Linked DNA regions of Pan troglodytes: region 2 is linked to region 1. A link is a contact called in public HiChIP or PLAC-seq data. All regions are on one chromosome and are shown on one strand. Each heading gives the region's core, a stretch centred on a gene start, on an enhancer-like site or on the middle of the called end of the contact. The rest is flanking DNA. Distances are from core to core; before and after follow the strand shown. Region 1 holds the start of TRAPPC9 (trafficking protein particle complex subunit 9). Region 2 holds the start of AGO2 (argonaute RISC catalytic component 2).

Region 1 (2,700 bases), core at 16-2,515:
CTTCCTGGCTGTCTGGCAGGCTGGAAATCAGCTCTATTTGTTTTGCCCTGAAGATATGTTTTATTTATAACTCATTCTGACTCTGTAGAAAATAATTCAATAAAAACTCAATTGGTTTTCCACTAGCCGTGAGCAGGGATGAGGGATAGTATCTTATTTTATAACACATGTGATAATAAAACAGCCCTGGTCACATAGCCCAGAGCGGGTAAGTGCCTGCTGGCTGAAAGGAAAAACGCTGGCTCAGACCATTTCTCCCTTGCTGCTGTATGTGCTGAGAAAACCACTCCTGTCCTCTTTACTTTTCCGTTTTAGGATTTTTTTTTTTTTTTTTTTTTGAGATGGGCTCTCTCTGTCACCCAGGCTGGAGTGCAGTGGTGTGATCTCGGTTTACTGCAGCCCCCGCCTCCTGGGTTCAAGAGATTCTCCTGCCTCAGACTGCCTAGTAGCTGGGATTACAGGCATGTACCACCACGCTCAACTAATTTTTGTATTTTTAGTGGAGACTGGAGTTTCACCATGTTGCCCAGGATGATCTTGAACTCCTGACCTCAGGTGATCCACCCGCCTTGGCTTCCCGAAGTGCTGAGATTACAGGTGTGAGCCACCACACCCAGCCCTTTTTAGTGTTTTTTTTTTTTTTTTTTTTTTTTTTTGAGATAGAGTTTTGCAGTTGTTGCGCAGGCTTGAGTGCAATCGCATGATCTCGGCTCACTGAAACCTCTGTCTTCCAGGTTCAAGCGATTCTCCTGCCTCAGCCTGCTGAGTAGCTGGGATTACAGGCGCGCGCCACTACATCTGGCTAATTTTGTATTTTTAGTAGAGACGGGGTTTCACCATGTTGGCCAGGCTGGTCTTGAACTCCTAACCTCAAGTGATCCACCCGCCTCAGTCTCCCAAAGTGTTGGGATTACAGGTGTGAGCCATTTCTCCTGGCCAGGATTTTTTAATTGAAAAAGAAATACATGTACATGTTAAAAGATTCAAACAGAACATTAAACATACATAACGGAGAGCGGCTCTCTGTTTTCAATTTTCCCTGCGGATGCCACTGTTAATTCATGTGCTGGGCATCTTAAGTCTGTAAGCCTCCCCCATCTCCTGCTTTATTTTATTTTATTTTTGAACCCAGAGGGGTTTAAATCCTTAAATGGCTTCTGCCCGCACTTAGCAAGCTTGGCGCCTTGGCACTGAACTAACGACAGCTGTCCTAGCCCCTGTCGCCACTTTGGAACCTTTTATGTGGATGGATTGTTGGGGCCCTCAAAGTCGGGAGTGCCATGGTGCCAGCTGGGGATCAAGACCGCGCGCCACACAGGGGGAAGCCGGCCCAGGCTGGGGCTCGAACCTCACGTGCCTCCCGGGCCCTGCGATCCTGGAGGCGCTCCCAGGCCGCGCGCGCCACGGTCACCCACCCACGTGGGGGGCACGACCGTGGGGGTCACGGGGGGTACCGTGAGGGTCACAGGGGGTGCCGCAGGGATCCACAGTGGGCTTCCGCGGAGCCTCCACCCCTGAGCTTCACAGAGGAAGTGAAATTTGAGCTGCGCGCCCTGAAGGACTGGTAAGCGGCGGGGACAGAACTGGGCCTCCTTCCAGCTGCGCCGCCCCAGGTGCAGAAGCTTTCCTCCTAGTCTCCGCTCTCTTGCTCCGGTCCCTCCCTCCCTCCTCGCTCCATCTCCCTCCATCTCCCTCCTTCCCTCCTCCTCTTCCTCCCTCCTTTCTCCCCTCCTTTTTCTCTCCCTCCTCCTCCCTCTCCCTGTCCCGTCCCTCCCTGTCTCCGCTTCTCTCCCTCGCTCCTCCTCCCTCCTTTCACCCCTCCTTTTTCTCTCCCTCCTCCACCCTCTCCCTGTCCCCCGCTTCTCTCTCTCGCTGCCCCTCCCTCCTTCTTTCACCCCTCCTCCTCCCACTCTCCTCCTCCTCCCTCCCCCGTCCCCTCCCTCCCTGTCCCCGCTTCTCTCCCTCGCTCCTCCTTCCTCCTTTCTCCCTCGCTCCTACCCTCTTGCTTCCCTCGCGTCTCTTGCAAAACCCGGGACGGATCGGGGGCCCAGGCCTGGCCTCCGCGCACGCGCAGGAGCAGCGCCGGCTCGGCCGCCAGTCGGAAGCGCCAGCCCAGAGCCTGGGAAGTGGCCGCAGAGGCTACTCGGCCCCGCTGCCCGCCAGGTCGTGGGCTCCCGCTCCGGGCCCGGGGCCACCGGCTGTGTAAGTGCAAAGCGGGGGGGCTCCCGGTCAGGCAATTCGGACCGGCTGCGGGGAGGGCTGCGCGGCTGGCCGTGGAGTCGGCGCGTCCCGCGGAGGGGCTCGCCCGGCCCTCACCTGTCCGGGCGGCGCCCGCCACACCTGTCCGGGTCCGCTGCCCGGCCGGGGTTCAGCGTGCACCTGCTCGAGGCGCCCTTGCTCCTGTTGGCGCTCTGCTTACATCTGTCCAAGGCCGTGTCCACACCCGCTGAAGACTCGGCGGACACCTGTCCGGGACCCGGCCCACACCTGCTGCCCGGGCCGGCTCTGCTCTCCCGAGCCCGCGGCGGGGGTCCCCTTCCCCTCTGCGCCTCCCAGCTGTCTCCGCCTGGCTTCCCCTCCCGGGCCGTCCGCGGCGCTGGAGCCCCCCGCCCCTGGGCCTGGCTAAGCCCCCTGCAGCCCGCGGGGTCTGGGACGCGCGGCTGGGGCCTGGGGCCCAGCACAGCCCACGCCCCCGGCGCT
Region 2 (2,757 bases), core at 195-2,694, 180 kb before region 1:
AGCATATAAAGTAAAAGTGCAGTTTAAGGGATGGCTGCCAAATGAAGGGCACCATGGCAGGAAGGAACAGGCCTGGCACCCCCAAATCCCCCAGGGGCCCTGCTGTGGTCACAGCCCTCTCACCCCCAGCTGTATCCACCATTCTGACACTTAGAGTAAGCACCTTCTTGCCCTTCTGTCAATTATTTACTACTTAATGATGCTTCCCTAAAGAATGCAGTTTAATTTTGCCTGTTTTGGAATTTTTGTGAGTGGCTAGATTCCATCCTGTGAATATGAGCACACTGTTTCTCCATCCTGCTCTCCGTGGGTATTCAGTGCCATGCAGTCCAAGCGGTGATGAAGAATGCCATGCACACTCCTACGCAGGTTTCCTGGTGCTCATAACTACACATTTCAGGAGCACGTTTTGTATCAGCAACTTGGTGAAGACTGATGTCCTTTTGAGTTTTCGGAGGAAGTGCTGGTTCTCCTGCCCTTCTTCAGGGCTGTCCTCCGAGACTGCAGAGAACTAGTGACCACCCTGCTGGCTGCGGAGCTCCTGTCAGTCAGAACTCCTGTTTATTCTTCGCCCGGAACAGGGCCTTGCACCCATATGCAGACAGCCGATGCCACGGGGTGAAGGAATGCTCCGGGAAATCTGGGAAAAGGCGACCAGGCACTTTAGATTGTGGGTCACCCTCTGCCTTCTAATCCTCCATCACTTAGGGGAGAAAGGAGGTAGCCACAGGCTGGCTTTTCCAGGAAAGCCTCCGAAAAACAGACGGACCCGGAGGGACCGGACAGAAACGCTCGGAGGTGCACGACGGTCCGAGCAGGCCCCTGACTGCTGGAATGGGCGTGTCCGCTGATCTGATCCCTGATACCAGCTACAATTTACTAAAAACTTCTTAGACTTTCTAAGTGCTTTAAACGGATTATCTGGGTTCTGGGGCCGCGCCGGGAGGTGGCGGTGTGGTCCTGCGCGAGCGGCCGGCCGCGTTCAAGTTCAAGCTCCGGGCTGGGAGGGAGCTTCCCGACCTCCGCGTTTCTGTAGTAACTTAAAGAGCCAGGCTGGGGGCTGAGGGGCTGAGGGTGGGAGGGTTCTGCGCCCCCCACTGGGGGGCGGCGGGGAAAGCGAGGGCGCGTGGCCTCCCCCCCCGGCTCCGGCGGCACAGCCGGGGGGCCCGGCTCCTCCCCGTCGGGAAGACGCCGCTTCTCTGGGTGGCAGTGAAGGGTCCCCGGGGCCGCGCCCGCCCCCGCGCCACACGGGCCGCGCCGCCCTCGGCCCTCGTCCCCGCTCCCGCCCGCGGTTCCCACCGCCCGGCGAGGTCTCCAGGCCCCTCCCCGGGTCCCCGCCCCAGGCCCCGCCAGACCCGGCGCCGCCGCCGCCGCCGCCGCCGCCGCCGCGGACCCCGCCCGCGCGCCCAGCCCCGCTCCCCCCGCGAGCGCGCTCCCGCCGCCGGCCTCGCCTCCCCTCCCCCTCCCTCCTCCTTCCTCCCCCGCCCCTCCCGCTCCCGCTCCCGCTCCCGCCGCCGCCTCCGCCCGCCGCCCCGGCCGCGTCGGGTAAACCTGTTTGGCGAGGCGGCCGCGCCGGGGCGGATCGTGCGGCCGGCGGCTCCCTCGCGGCTCACGGCGTCGGGGCCCGTGGCGCGCGCGCGGCCGCCCCTCGGCCCCGGAGCCCCTCGGCGGCGCCACCATGTACTCGGGAGCCGGCCCCGGTGAGTCCTCGCGCTCGGGGCGCCCGCCCGGCCGTTCGCGCGCTCCTGCCCGTGGTTGGCGGGCCCGGCGCGGGCGGCAGGGGCCGGGGATCGGGGGGCCGCGGGGTCGGGGCGGCGGGGGCCGGGGGCGGGAGAGCCGGGGCCGCGCTTGGGGGCTCGAGGAGCGGCGGCGGCGGGGCCGAGCCGGCCGTTTTCTCGGCCCCGCGTTGGACGCGCAGCCCCGGCCTCCTCGGCCCCCGCGAGTCGTCGGGGCGCCCCGCGCGGCCTGGGCCCCTCCCGCGCCTCGGGCCCGCGTCCCAGCGCCCTCGCATCCCCCGCCCGGGGCCCGCGGGCTGGGGCCGGGGCCGAGGCGGCCGCCGCGTGTAGGCCCGAGGCCCGGAGCGCCCCGCTTGGCCCGGCCTCGCTGCCCGGGCGGGGATGGGGGCGCCGCAGCCCGGCCCGGCCTGACCCTAAGCGCCTGAGCGGGTGGAGGCCGGGTCGGGGCGCCGGGCTCGGGGCGCGCACGGGCGGGAGGGGAGGGGGCTGCGCCGGTCCCGACCCCAGCCGCGGTGAGTCTGTGGCGCGCTCCGTTGTGGTCCTTCTTGTTGCCAGCACTTCTTCGGCCCCTTTTCCCAAGGAAAGTCTGGAAATGCTGAATTTTGGCCAATTCCTGTAGTTAGGACTGTCGCCTGGAAAGGGGAGGACGCGGCTCCCCGGAACCCTCAAACTGCGTGCGCGGCTCGTTCTCATTCCAGACACGCCGGCCTCCCCATTCAAGTGCTAATTCCTTTTACAATTTCCTAGGAGAGGTGAGGCGAGGTGGATTCCTGTAGCACCCCTTGTTGCTAGTCGGCCTTTCTCTGGAAAAGTTCTAAAAAACTTAAAGCAGTAGCGCATTGTTTTTCTTTTTAAATGCGGAGTAGAAGGCGGTTTCCTTGGTGGGCCAAAGAAAACGGTCAGGTGTTCTCCTGCTTTTGGCGTGCTCCCACCAGGCACGTGGCTCCTGGCTCTCTCGGCCGGCCTGGCCGCTGGGACGGGGCACCGCCTGCTCCCCTTTGTCCGCTGGGCCCCAGCCGGG

Evidence for each region. HiChIP or PLAC-seq counts read pairs in DNA pulled down with a chosen protein or histone mark.
Region 2: an H3K4me3 HiChIP or PLAC-seq map of stem cell-derived excitatory neurons shows a contact between it and region 1, with 6 times the contacts expected there. The contact joins the promoter of AGO2 here to the promoter of TRAPPC9 in region 1. A contact is called at or near these places in 4 of 7 Hi-C or Micro-C datasets (blood, induced pluripotent stem cells, a lymphoblastoid cell line and 1 more), 1 of 1 datasets of contacts at active chromatin or transcription factors (stem cell-derived excitatory neurons) and 1 of 1 other capture datasets (stem cell-derived neural stem cells).

What each region holds. Positions count from the first base shown.
Region 1 is chr7:150,737,094-150,739,793 of NHGRI_mPanTro3-v2.0_pri, reverse strand. It overlaps TRAPPC9 (trafficking protein particle complex subunit 9), which reads left to right and starts at 1,265. Exons shown (of 23, transcript XM_001142596.8): 1 at 1,265-1,564. The coding sequence starts at 1,281.
Region 2 is chr7:150,913,841-150,916,597 of NHGRI_mPanTro3-v2.0_pri, reverse strand. It overlaps AGO2 (argonaute RISC catalytic component 2), which reads left to right and starts at 1,444. Exons shown (of 19, transcript XM_024345294.3): 1 at 1,444-1,700. The coding sequence starts at 1,679.